2 separate regions of the Bombyx mori genome follow, and region 2 is linked to region 1. The links are chromatin contacts, called in public Hi-C maps. All regions are on one chromosome and are shown on one strand. Each heading gives the region's core, a stretch centred on a gene start, on an enhancer-like site or on the middle of the called end of the contact. The rest is flanking DNA. Distances are from core to core; before and after follow the strand shown. Region 1 overlaps LOC101736475 (protein bicaudal C homolog 1-A). Region 2 overlaps LOC101736753 (zinc finger-containing ubiquitin peptidase 1).

Region 1 (6,795 bases), core at 2,941-5,440:
CATGTATCAAAACTTTAGTACCCTCAAATAAAAAAAAATGCATTGTATAAAAACCTTGTAAAACATACGTGAGCATTCATTGTATTAGCATGTTAATAAGGTTAAACATCCAAAGTGCAATAAAAACTATTAATAATAATAATGATGATAATAATTAAAAAAATAAAAACAAAAACTATGAAAAAAGAAATTAAACGAAAATTCATAAATCACGTACACAAAACGATTACAGGAATAATTTAAAAATGTTAACTGATTAAAATTGTTTACGGCTCGAGATGACTCGCCGCAATTAATGGCGAAGTCACCGCGGCCACAGAACGAGGGTAGTTTTCGTAATTAGTCCCATTCAAAAATCAAATCAAGTCAAATGCAACGGTTGTCCGAATTTGATGCGATATCGATCCGCCAACGATCCGATAGTTGAGAACGATCCACTAACAACAATTCCTCTCCATGCGTCGTCATGGTCATGACATTAATTCACGAGTGTCATCTTAATAATGATTCAATGTTCACGTGAACATTTCGCGTCGCGTTCAATCAAGTGGTCGTCCCCAATTACACGCTGCTCGCGGCGATAGCGTTCGTATCCTTAGAAAATCATATTCCAAAAAATATGTTATTAAAAGGAACTTTATAATCGGCTCGATAAACAATCTGACATTCCCTTTTTTAATATAAAAAACAAACAAAAAAAAACACATAATCAAGTTTTAAAACGATGTAAATATTCATGATAATCATTAAGTATATAAATATAATATTTAGTCGGAATTAACTTGGATAAAAGATCTAGTAGTAGACGCGGTAAGATAAAATCAAAAAAATAAAACATGCTCTCCTCGACTACGATTAAAAATTAAAATTAAAAAAAAAATTTACGAAAATTAATCGGTTTACTTCAACAATTGTCTGTGGCGGAGATCAGAATCGTCGTATCGCTTTTAGCTAATAAAAAATAATAAAAGTACATACACACACAAACTAGATATTTAATTTAATAAAATCTCTTAAAATCAACTTAAACGCACACTTGTAGGTGCTTATTTAGAGTACGCGATAATTAGTACTTCGTCTGGGTTCCGCGTCATAAGCAAGTTCGTTTATTATAAATGCTTCTAGAGCATTCCTAACAAAACCGACCGCGGCTTCCGCTAGTTCTATTCTTGCGACTCTGCGATTTCCGATACCAGAATCGATTTGATTTAATTGATCATTTAATATAAAACAGTACAATATTCAAAAGCTTCACTTAATATTAAACAATAATAATGCACTTATAAACGATTAGTCTTTGAATCAGTCTCGAGCTTGATCATGATCAGTCTTCGCGTTTAACGCATCTCATTCGCATCAGATAAATCATATATGATATTATTACGATTCTGTGTGTTGGTTAAAAAACGATAATATTGAAAATAGTCTAATTTTGTAAATGATTTTAGCATCGAACGAATTTTTTGTCTGGTGATTAATATATTATTGTATTGGTGTGGCTTTTTTTTTAAACGTCCCTCTAAATGCTGTTTACCACTTGTCCTGAGAGAGGGCGGTCGTGTTGTACTGCGGCGGCGAGCTAACGAGTTTCCGATCGGCGCCGGGAGCGACGGGGCCCTTCATTGTTTTGGACTGTTTTTGAAGCTCTGATAGGAAAGAAAAAAATCAATTAATTTAAATGCGAAGATTTATATCAGGGATTGCCAATGGGGTCGGCTACCGACAGCCCCGCTTACACAAATGATAACTTAAAGTATAACAGTATCTGTATCAGGCCCCTAACCCAGCTGGATAACGAAAGTTTTTTAAGGTGTTGATCAAAACTTTTCGCTATCAAACCGTGTACCGACACAACTTGACACATTATTCTATTATTATTATTATTATGAATAAATTATTTTTTTATCTCACTGCTCTTGCTCGCTAAAGGTTATCGAAGGCCTATAATGTCAGTTTCGCAATGAATACAGACACCCCCCGACCCTGACGCAGTAGGGACTGACCGGATATGAGGAGCAGCATCTTCCGTCGCGCGCCGAACGCCGTCACTCCCAGCTCGGACAGGTCGGCCTCGTTCAGTGACGCAAACGTGCAGATGTCCACTTCGTGTTTCTTGAACATGTCTACAAATCAACCAACCAATTTATCATGAAATAGATAGAAAACACATAGCAACTCTGAAATGTCATCTTGTTATTTACGGCATCTCATTAAGTTAGGTGCCTTCGGGGCCGGATTTAAACTTAATGCCGCTCCTGGGCACCGGAAAAAAATCCGCCCCAATACTGGAATTTTACTTAAACTTATAGTTTCAAAATTAAAATCACTAACTGAAAATAACTAATAACTGCAGTATTTGCAGAAACGTTATCATATGATAAATGTTATATATTCCAAAAACATTTGTTTTTTTTTCTAACAATTTATAAATTTTGCACTAAGCGTGACTCATAATTATATTACATAAAAAAAAAACAAACTAAATTTCTTTAATTCCAAAAAATAGATAAATCCATTATTATTTTAAATGTCCAAGGAAATAAATTGATTAAGCCATTTTCATATAAATTTTTACCAAAAGTACCCAATTTATAATTCAGAAATAATGGGTGAATTGAATTTGTTGAATTATCAATTAAACAGAAAATTATTGATTAATAGAATTAATTAATTATATTGAGCAATCTTAATAAGACTAAAAAAAAAATTTCACTTTCAAAATGTTGCCGCCCTGGGCAGTTGCCCCGACTGCCCGTAGTGTAAACCCACCACTGGGTGCCTTAATGAGTCACTATGAGGATTTTTAATTAGGCGAGTTGAACTATTAATATGGCTTGTACGATGCGGATATCCGGCTTCAATATGAGCCTCTTGTTAATTTATATCCGTATCTGATTGGGCACATAACGTCGATGTCGACTGACTTGGTGGCGCAGTTTATAGCAGCCTGCCTTCTGGACTGAGAGTCGTGGGTTCGATTGCTACATCGGGTAAACATACGCGTGAGCAACATAATTGTTTCCTCTTTGTTTGAATGTTTACCATCTAGACATGTATATATTTAAATGTATATATGTATACCATAGTACAGGGGGTCGTAGTTTTGAACCAATCTCAATCAATGTAAAATATATTATTAACACATAAATAAAGAAGAGAGAAATGTCCTACTCTTGGAATCTGGACACCCGTTTGGAAAGGAGTTTCTTTTGCTATTACATAATTCAACGGATCAGAAACTGTTATTAAATGCAAATAAACTTGGTATTGTACCCACATTTCTGGAATACTAGTGAATAAAAATATATTTCACAATTTTATCATATATTATAACTATATCAATATTATTTTGATGACGAGATGAGTCGATAGTTTCCCAGGTGATCGGGAAGTGCCTCCAAAATCGCTACACATAGATGTCGGTTTTCGGTGATATTTTTCATTTATTTCATTCGGTCTACATCCCGTTCGCGTGAAGCTAGAATAGCTCCTTAGGCTACCAGCGAATAAGTAAGGGAAAAAGGTTCTAGACCAGCGGCTCCAGCGGGGTATTCCGTAGGGTAACCCACTCTAACCGGCGCCATCTAGGCGGGCTTCGGACAGTCTGCCGACCGAGAGGGCCGGTGGTCGTGGCGCCGACGACCGCCAGTCCGGCGTCCCGAGGGGGAGGGTGATGGGAGAGATGTGCTCCGCACTAAACACTTCACTTTCCCCCCTTTGCCTTGTCATGAGTTCTGTCTCATGCCAGGTATGGACGTTGGTTGTTGAGCGACAGGAGGTTTTAGTCAGTTCGACTCTGACATACCCCGCCCAGTATCCCCAGAAAAGGGCGGAAGTCCGGCGATTTCCTCCTGACCAAAAAAAAAAAAAAGACCAGCGGCTCCTAAAATTATTCTGTTTAATACTCACTTTGAGAATAAATTATTTTTAGCGCCAACGTTTTTAAAAACCTCTATATCGAGAGCTTAGTTGGTGTCTAAGAATCCTAGATGAATTTACAAATCGCCTCTCAAACCTCTACACAACGCCCCCATTTTTTTTCTTAGTCTTTGCTCGCCCCATTTTTGGGCCTGCAGCAGCGCCCATAAGGGGGCGTTATCGCCCACTTTGAGAAAGGCTGGTCTAGACCTTCAGGCCGACCGTTACCGACCGATGTACTTGTGCAGTCCGACGTCTCGCAGCAGCTCGTACAGCTGCTTGTAGCGGCACGGCTTGTGCGGCGCGCTCTCCGCGATGTTGGGCCGGACCAGGTCGGGTCTGCTCCACGCCTTCTCCGGCTGCAACCAACCATAGCTGGCTATAGTCACTTCATGATTAATTAATTCATTTATCCCCGTTAATGTTAGTAACAGTGACTTCTTTAAACATATGTGAGTAAGGACATAGTAACAAAACAAAAGTAAAGAACAACATACATACAAATAATACAATTAGAATAGTTTACCATTTCGAGCAAATTTATGGACCTTTCTACAATGATTAAGAAAAGGCAAAGGCGTCTCTCGATGATGCAGCTCTAGTAAGCGTGCAGTCACAATGCAATAGGTACAAATGACACGGCGGCTTCTGAGACTTTACAGCCCACTGCGTTTCTCACCGGATCTTTTCAGTGGATCGCATTTCTGATCCGGTGGTTGACCCTTGCTAGGGCCAGTGTTTGGAAATTCGCCAAGTGAAAGAGTCTTGTGAATTCATCTACTCGCCCGGTGAATCTAATATGACTCCTCAAGGTCACAGCAATAAGAAAACACCACCATAGGTAAAGCCGCCTCGGATGACCGGTGCGTGTTTGTATCTCCTTTGAATTTTTTTAAATTTACTGCACCGCGGTCACAATATTAATATGAGCTCCCCTCCACGGTGTTTCCCGAGCGTGACGACATGTCCTTCTTCAAACGAGGCTTGTGGAGATTATTAAGCGGTAGGCAGCGGCTTGGCTCTCCCCTGGCATTGCTGAAGTCCATGGGCGACGGTAACCACTCACCATCAGGTGGGCCGTATGCTCGTTCATTAGTTTGGTAGCTAAACGAAACGCAGCACGATTCTCGAGAGATGGCAGCACCATTGCGATATCGTAGGAATTCGGCTAACTTCGTGCTACGACAGAGCCTAGCCGATGGAGGCGCGTAGACGCCATCAAACTTACCAACCAGCCTTCTTGAAGAGCGGTGCCTCCGTCTTAAAAACTGTCATTCGTTTTCATTTGCCAACGTCAAGAGAAGACTTCTAAATTGTTCTAAGACAGCAAACGTGATTGGTGTACTCAATATTTCTCTTAGCTCGATCACCCTATTCGCCCCTACGATGTCTGACGATGGTGTTAATAATTGTGGTTTCTCCGACAAATATATCGACGCGTGAAAGGCAAACGTGACTAAGCGACAATGCGTGAACTTTACAGTAGACTAATTTAAAGTTGAAATACCTGAAAACAAAATTTATTTTAACGAATCTAGCTGTAGTAGAATCTAGCTAGTAGCTGTAGGATCGAAATGATTTTAATAGACCTTGAAATATATTTTTTTTGCGTATCGAATATGGTTATTGCCTATGTACAAAGCAGTTATTGTCGCTAAGTCAAGTTTGCCTTTCAAGCGTCGATTATGTTGTTTTAGTGAAGCTAACCGAAGTGATTCCTTCGTTATCGTGCAGGTTGATGGGCCCCGGCGACGTGTGGCTGAAGTAGTAGCCGGCCCAGCGCGGCGTGGGCACCCGGTACCCGCCGCCGCACACGCTCTCCCGCATCGCCTGCAACACAACGAACATTAACCACAATCCAAAACATTAGCGAAGCAAACATTGACAAGCCGGGATCAGTCCGTGTTTGTCACCTTCATTGCGGAATTGGTAGAGTGCTCAATTGTCATCATAAATTTGCTAATCTAATTAAAGTCCGTTGTATATTAAGCTCATAAATATACGAAGAGGATAATAGCTTCAGTAATAGCTCACGACGCCTCAAGTGGTTACTGGAGCCCGCCTTGAGAAATGAGATCAAAGATGAGGTACCCTTAAAGCACCGTTAATGGATCGGAAGGATCCGTAATGACGTGCTTAGGGCAGAGCGTCCTCAGCTGTGTCTGGCATTTCTGATGTCCATGAGCATTTATTTTTATTTTTTCATAGCCCTTGTAGGCAGACGAGCACACGGCCCACCTGATGGTGAATGGTTACCGTCGCCCATTGACTTCAGCAATGCCAGGTGTAGAGCCAAGCCGCTGCCTACTAGCATCAGAGGAGCACCAACATAAGAGTCGCATGTTAATCATTTACTAAAACACAAAATACTGCGGCGCGGGTTTAATAGACGTTCAACTTCCAGTCGATTCCTCATTACGATTCGTGAATTTTTATTGACAAATTTTAAAACAAATATTGAGGTAGCGTCAGCAAAAATAAAACAGTACTATTATAAAACCAAATAATGATGTAGCGTCAGCAAAAAAATTATAATATTAATATTAAAACCTTTTTGGTATGATCGTGTGGTAGTTAAGTCCCGCATCGGTTACCTTAGTGGCTTCCTGCTTCATCTTCCTGTACTCGGTGAGGGGCGACAGCTTGTTGAGAGTCTCCAGCGTCTTCTTCTCGCAGCCCACAGCGCGCCGCTCGGACAGCGGTATGTCCGATATTATACTAGCCAACTCTGCCAAACGACACCGCCGCGATGACCAATCGTTAAGACAAATCTATTTGAGCTTGTTTTGAAGAATTCCGTTCCCAACCACGACCCAATGAAACTGGTGCAACCATATTATTATCATTAACGCGTTGAACACCATGCGGCCCGACGAT
Region 2 (6,795 bases), core at 1,372-3,871, 110 kb after region 1:
GTGAATTCTTTTGTAACCTAATTATGAATTGAAACTCGGTTAAAGAAAAATAGTTACACTAAAAATTATCGACGCACCAGAGAACCTCCTTGTCGAAGTCGGTTGACGAAGATCGAAGAACATATTATTAAGTGCACGAATTAAATATCTTTTAGATATTGGGTTTGATTTCTTTTTTGAAATTTCAAAACCATACATATTATGTTCATTGCAAATATTTGCGAGTAGGCTGACGTGCTCTATGATGGCAGGTGGTTGTCGGAGCCCAAGGACAGGTGCAGACGGACATTAGACATCAGGCGAGCTGTCAGCCTGTCCACTTAATTCGAAGCGTGACCGTAAAAGAAACATTATAACTAATTGGAATTGACGTTAAAGTAATTAATTGACCAAACGGTATGAGGTGGGAGTGGGGTATGACGTCACGGCGCTGTGCGACTGTACCAAGGCAACTTGCGGTCCCCGAGCCGCATTACGGGATGCGCACCGACTGCAGCACCTTGCTGGCCTGCGGACACACAAACAGCATAATAATTTAGCTCTAAATTTATTATTGTTGTACATATTTAAAAATATATATATTAGGAACTTTCATCAAACCCTAAAAGGTTTCATTCGTTAGAACACATACAAATAAAAATGCATTTTTAGTTTTCAAGTCGGTGGTGGGACGTCTTGTGAGCCCGCACGGGTCGTTAGTGTTACGGGGTGGATTCAGGAGCACTTTTAAAAACAGGAAACTGTGACTGACACAGTTTATTTTATAAAAGATATCGTGGAAACGATATGTGTTTCCGCTGCTCAAGCTAATTCTGTTGTGCCGCAATTTAGCAATAAATCGTTTTTGTATAGAGACGATGCATTCAGGAATGCCTTACCTATAGTAGAATTATTTTTTCCGTGCAGTTTGGGTCATAAAAAATCGGAGCGGCGAAGCGAGTATTTCGCTCTCTCTTCCACTCACGAGCCTTATGGACGGGCATAGTGATGCGCATTATTGTTGTCGATAAGCGTTATCGATAGTGTATTTAGTTTTGTGGTCATTTTATGGGTTAGTGATAAAAATGAAAGAAAAAATCACTAATCGAACACTTACACCACATATCGCCGCAGCAAGTTAACGAGAACGGCAGAAATTAACACTTTGTAACTTTTCGGAATCTATTCTTATTTCAGTGAATTTTTTTAACACATTGTTGATAACAACAAGTGCAAATATTATTTTGAATAAATTCTGCCGTTTTGATACAAAACAAAGGAGTAGCCATTGTGTCACTAAAGAAATTCAGAGAAAAAATGCATAAAAACACATTTCTCTTCGACATAATGTACTATAATTTGCAGGTAAGTACAAATGACTCATAACATAACAATGTCTCACCACCCTTCGTATACCACCCCGCCGCCGTGTACCTGCCTTCGATGACTCATTTGTTTTTATCGATAATGGTGTGCGCCCGCGCAACATGTTCACCGCCCTAGCCGGGCTATGTTTTATGACCCAAACTGCACGAACAAAATAATTCTACTATAGTCTGTATTATTATTTATATTGCGTTACTATTGAGGGGCATATGTAATAGTACTACCGCCCTACCTTTTCGGCCGTGACGCTGTCGTGCGCTTTGATTTGAAGGGGGGGCGGCCATTATTACAATTCAACTGAGATTTAGACTTATATATGAAGATTTAACATTGGTTGTTTCGTCTATGGTATTGGGATTCGTAAGGTCGGTAAAGTAGAGTGAGCTCTCCCCGACCGGTCATCGTTCTCGTCGAACCCGTCGCTTGCAACGATGGACTCGACGAGTAAATTAACCCTCAGATACAGCCCACTGAGTTTCTCAGCGGATCTTCTCAGTGGGTCGCGTTTCCGATCCGGTGGTAGATTCTGCGAAGCACGGCCCTTGCTAGGGTTTGTGTTACCAACGTCGTCAGGTTTGAGCCCTGTGAGCTCACCTACTAGTTAAGGTTACGCTGAAATAACCTCTCAAGGCTATCATCAGCTTAGGTAGGAAAAAAAAACCTCTCCCCTACCTCGTACTCCTCGTCGCTGGCCATGAGCCCAGTGACGCACAGCAGCTGGTACTGGCGCGCCCGCAGCGCCGGGGAGCCCCGCCGCAGCAGCCGCAGCGCCGTGCTGCACGACGCCGTGCTGCCGCACAGCACTTGCCGCACCTGACACACAACACACACACAGCGCCGTCTAGTGACGAGAATATAGCGCCATCTAGCGACCAGGGGCGGACTAGACAAGGATATAGCCCCATCTAGTGACTAAGGGAAGACTAGGCCAGATATATATATATATTTTTTTATTGCTTAGATTGGTGGACGAGGTCACAGCCCACCTGGTGTTAAGTGGTTACTGGATCCTATAGATATTTACGACGTAAATACGCCACCCACCTTGAGATATCAGTTCTAAGGTCTCAAGTATAGTTACAACGGCTGCCCCGCCCTTCAAAGCGAAACGCATTACTGATTCACGGCAGAAATAGCATCATCTAGTAATACAGGAAGGACTAAGCCAGATATAGCGCCATCTAGTGATTAGGGGAGGACTAGGCCAGATATGGCGCCATCTAGTGATGAAGGGAGGACTAGGCCAGATATAGCGCCATCTAGTGATGAGGGGAGGACTAGGCGAGATATAGCTCCATCTAGGCCAGATATAGGGCCATCTAGTAAAGGAGAGGGCGTACGAAGACGAAGCATTGAGTCAAGCTGAGATAGATCGAGTCAAGCTTAGTTTAAGGGGAATTTCAAAATGCCAGATCGTTACCCTTAAGACATGAGGTCGGGTTGTAGTCTAGTCGCCAATGGTAAGCTGCACCGTTCATCGCATAGTGTTGTGAAGGGTGAAACTCAATGAGCGCTGTTTTAATGAACGCGCCGGAATGGAGCTCAACTGTCAACCTGATCACATGTCATGAGGCGCCCTTCTGTTTTTTACCGTGTTTTCGGAAACTCATAAAAATGCTCCAACGTTACATTTAATTGCATTCATTAAGTTATGTACTTGTGTGGAGTTAAATTAAAGGATTGATAAGTTACGGTGTTTGCTTACTACACTTTTACAAGCGTGTCCGAAGAATAAATAATCATTACATGTGAATTCTAAGCTGAGAACATCTTATATAAACTTTTGAAGCGGTTGAAATAGTTGCGTAATATTTTAGCGGTTCCAAAGTAGTTTCTTTTTGTTTTTTATTAACTTTTGTAATTGTTGTACACAGCATCACGCAGACCGCAGGGGAAAAAATTAGAGCAAGTTATGTCAATCGCGAATTGTTTTGTTCGCCAATCGAATTTCGTAAAACTTCAACTCTTACTGAGAATTATAGAAGTAACTAAAATTAGACTAAAAAGTCAAGTTACCGTAGGCCGTAATAAAATTGTGAAAAGGACTGAAGTTCTCGAAGACAACAATAGATTACCACTTTAATATGACTGGAGCACAAATTTTAGCTGAAATAATTGTATTCTGAGCGGGCGAGAGCCGGCAATGTATCACTAATTATTATTGTTGTTATATTGCTTGCTTGGCGGCGCATTAGTTGAAGCCTATGATCGAGGCAGTGGTATACTACACGCATCACATCGGGTAGACGTGTCTTCAGTACCTCTACCTATGCGTTTAGTACCTCTAGATTGCTTTTTTATTAGGAACAAATCACGCACGGTAATCCGGGCCTAATTCAAGATTCCCTGTGTGTACCAGAGACTGACAAACATACCGTTACGCCGGTAAGAGTAACGCCATCTATCGGCGAATAGCCGAAACAAACCTCAAAGGATCTAACACCTATAACGCTCGAAAAGTACAGCGCCATCTATTATCAGATATCGGAAACACACAATACTAGATTTTTGTAGAGTATTCTCGACGATTCTAGGTATTTCGTCTCGACTTTAAAAGCGTTGCGAAATGCGAACGCATCACCTGAAGCGAAGCGGAAGAAGCGAATTGAGAATTTTAAAGTGTTCTAAGTGAAAGTTACACTTTGGTGGAACATTTATTTATCCCGAACCCCAGCGCGTAATGATACTTATATACGTTTAAAATATACATACATATATAGATAATGAACACCGAGACAAAGATCAAACAAAGCGGTTCGTCACACGAACGTTTGCCCGATGTGGAAATCGAACCCACGACCCTCGGCGCAAATCAGGGCCGCTAATAACTGCACCATTGAGTCAGTAAATATATTTAAACGTAAAAGTATGTCGGTCTCTGGTGTCCATAGTACAGGGGTCATAGTTAAGAGCCAGATGAGCGAGTGTGACTTTGTGGTTATTTATTTATTTATTAGGTATTTATTGTATTACCTGGGAGGGCGAGTGAGAGGGATCCAGCACGAGTAGCGTCGCTTTACCGTCCTTGTGTTTCTCGTAACCGATTATAGTCCGGGAGTGACCTGGGAAAAAACAACACTTTTTAGTCTAAGCGGTTGGCGGAGGTGCGAGCGGGGAGGTGCGAATGAGATGGTGCGAACGAGGAGGTCCGAGCGGGGAGGTGCGAACGGGGAGGTGCGAACGAGGTGCGAGCAGGGAGGTGCGAACGAGGAGGTGCGAGCGGGGAGGTGCGAATGAGGAGGTGCGAGCGGGGAGGTGCGAACGAGGAGGTGCGAGCGGGGAGGTGCGAACGAGGAGGTGCGAATGAGGAGGTGCGAACGAGGAGGTGCGAACGAGGAGGTGCGAACGAGGAGGTGCGAACGAGGAGGTGCGAACGAGGAGGTGCGAGCGCGGAGGTGCGAATGAGGAGGTGCGAGCGGGGAGGTGCGAATGAGGAGGTGCGAACGGGGAGGTGCGAACGAGGTGCGAGCAGGGAGGTGCGAACGAGGAGGTGCGAGCGGGGAGGTGCGAATGAGGAGGTGCGAGCGGGGAGGTGCGAACGAGGAGGTGCGAGCGGGGAGGTGCGAACGAGGAGGTGCGAATGAGGAGGTGCGAACGAGGAGGTGCGAACGAGGAGGTGCGAGCGGGGAGGTGCGAATGAGGTGTGAACGAGGAGGTGCGAACGGGGAGGTGCGAATGAGGAGGTGCGAGCGGGGAGGTGCGAATGAGGAGGTGCGAACGAGGAGGTTCGTGCGGGGAGGTGCGAGCGAGGAGGTGCGAGCGGGAAGGCGGCGTACCTTGGTGCTGCAGGTAGAGCGGCGGCTTGAAGGCGGCGGGCTGGTCCCGGAAGTACTGCAGCACCCAGTCAAACAGCGCGGGGTGCCCGCCGTCTGCGCCCGTTGGCCGGTGGAAATCGATCAGCTGGCATCTGGGGACAGGAGGGAGGTGAGCTCACGGACTCAACCTTAAAGAGTTTGCTAACACTGGCCCTAGCAAGAGCAGTGCTTCGCAGAATCTATCACCGCACCGTACAGTTTCTCTTTGAATTCCCCTAACGCTAAATATCTGGGTTACCTTATCCTGAGCGAGGACAGCACCGTGACCACTTCGCAGGCGCCGATCCACTTGCGCGTGTTGTACAGCCTCGAGCCCAGCTGCTCCGAGCCCTGCACACACAAGGGGCAGCGGTCAGCGGGGGGCGCGGGGGTGCGGGGGGCGCGGGCTGTGCGGCGTCACCTGGGTGTCGAAGCCCCGCTGCCAGGCCCTCTCCACTAGCAGCTGCAGCCGCGGCAGGGAGGGCACGCACTCGCACTCCCTCTCGTTATTGCACTTCAGCAGCGGAGCGTACTGAGGGTTCTTCATCAGGGACGACACCAGCATTTGCATGTTCCTGTATTGCGAGGGTATCTTGTGAGACGGTATGCCTCTTGCACGATCAACATTGAAGGCAATTGTTTCCAAAATGCTTAACAAACTAGTGAGATATATACGTAGAGACATGATAGTTCGGTTGCGAACTCAACCACTGTTTGCATATTACTAGTCTGCTGGCTATTCACGAATGAAATCTGATGAAATTTTGTCACAACTGATGTGATTATATCGTGGACGTGTTGCGAACCCACGAGGGAGGATACCGCTGCAAAGTTCGAAACGGTCATGCGTTTCGGTTCAAAGGGACCTCACGTCTCAAGGTAAATGGTCGCATTGACGTTGTAATGTTTATGAGCTGTGACAACCGCTGCACGGTGAGCGGACCGCGAGCTCGTTACAACATAACAAATATTGTCAAAGATTAACTGGAACGTATAGAATCTTCTTTAATTTGTGTTCACCTAATGCTAGGTCTCTTCATATGCACCGCATTCTCTTCGGTCTGTTACTTTTCGCATCCAGTCCCCACCAGCTATTTTAAACAGTTCCTCGATCCAATTCGTTGTTTATCCGCCCATGTTACGACGTCCAGTACGAGGTCTCCACTCTAGTACTTTTTGTGCCCCATCGATTGTGAGTGTGACAGCATATAGGGCCGGCTCCGGTTTCTCCGAGCAATCTCTTTGGCTATATCCGTCAAACCAGTTCTTCTGGCGATTTCGGTGTTGCACACTCTAACCCGTAGAGAAATGCCTAACATAGTCCCTCGAATGGCTCTTTGCGTGACTTGTATCTCGGTCATAATTTTCTTTGTGATTTTTATTGCTTAGATGGGTGGAAGAGCTCACAGCCTATCTGGTGTTAAGTGGTTACTGGAGCCCATAGATATCTACAACGTTAATTCGCCACCCACCTTGAGATATAAGTTCTAAGGTCTCAGTATAGTTACAACGGCTGCTCCGCCCTTCAAGCCGAAACGCATTACTGCCTCACGGCAGAAACAGGCAGGGTGGTGGTACCTACCGGTGCGGACTCACGAGAGGTCCTAACACCAGTAATTACGCATATTATAATTTT

What was found. A called contact is a pair of places that touch in the nucleus more often than the background predicts.
Region 2: a Hi-C map of midgut shows a contact between it and region 1, with 2.4 times the contacts expected there. The contact joins two enhancer-like sites. A contact is called at or near these places in 2 of 7 Hi-C or Micro-C datasets (midgut and whole pupa).

Annotation. Positions count from the first base shown.
Region 1 is chr3:1,903,446-1,910,240 of ASM3026992v2, forward strand. LOC101736475 (protein bicaudal C homolog 1-A) reads right to left here. Exons shown (of 20, transcript XM_012688490.4): 16 at 6,513-6,646; 17 at 5,626-5,748; 18 at 4,151-4,277; 19 at 2,004-2,123; 20 at 1-1,646. The coding sequence ends at 1,531. Among protein-coding and RNA genes, the nearest start is that of LOC101736087, 7.1 kb to the left of the region's middle. Within about 2 kb of position 4,191, at least 4 of the 8 cell types and tissues checked have open chromatin away from gene starts, as enhancers often do.
Region 2 is chr3:2,010,325-2,017,119 of ASM3026992v2, forward strand. It overlaps LOC101736753 (zinc finger-containing ubiquitin peptidase 1), which reads right to left. Exons shown (of 16, transcript XM_038020140.2): 11 at 5,581-5,734; 12 at 5,419-5,510; 13 at 5,142-5,272; 14 at 4,339-4,427; 15 at 2,038-2,178; 16 at 1-508. The coding sequence ends at 473. Among protein-coding and RNA genes, the nearest start is that of LOC101736753, 21 kb to the right of the region's middle. Within about 2 kb of position 2,622, at least 3 of the 8 cell types and tissues checked have open chromatin away from gene starts, as enhancers often do.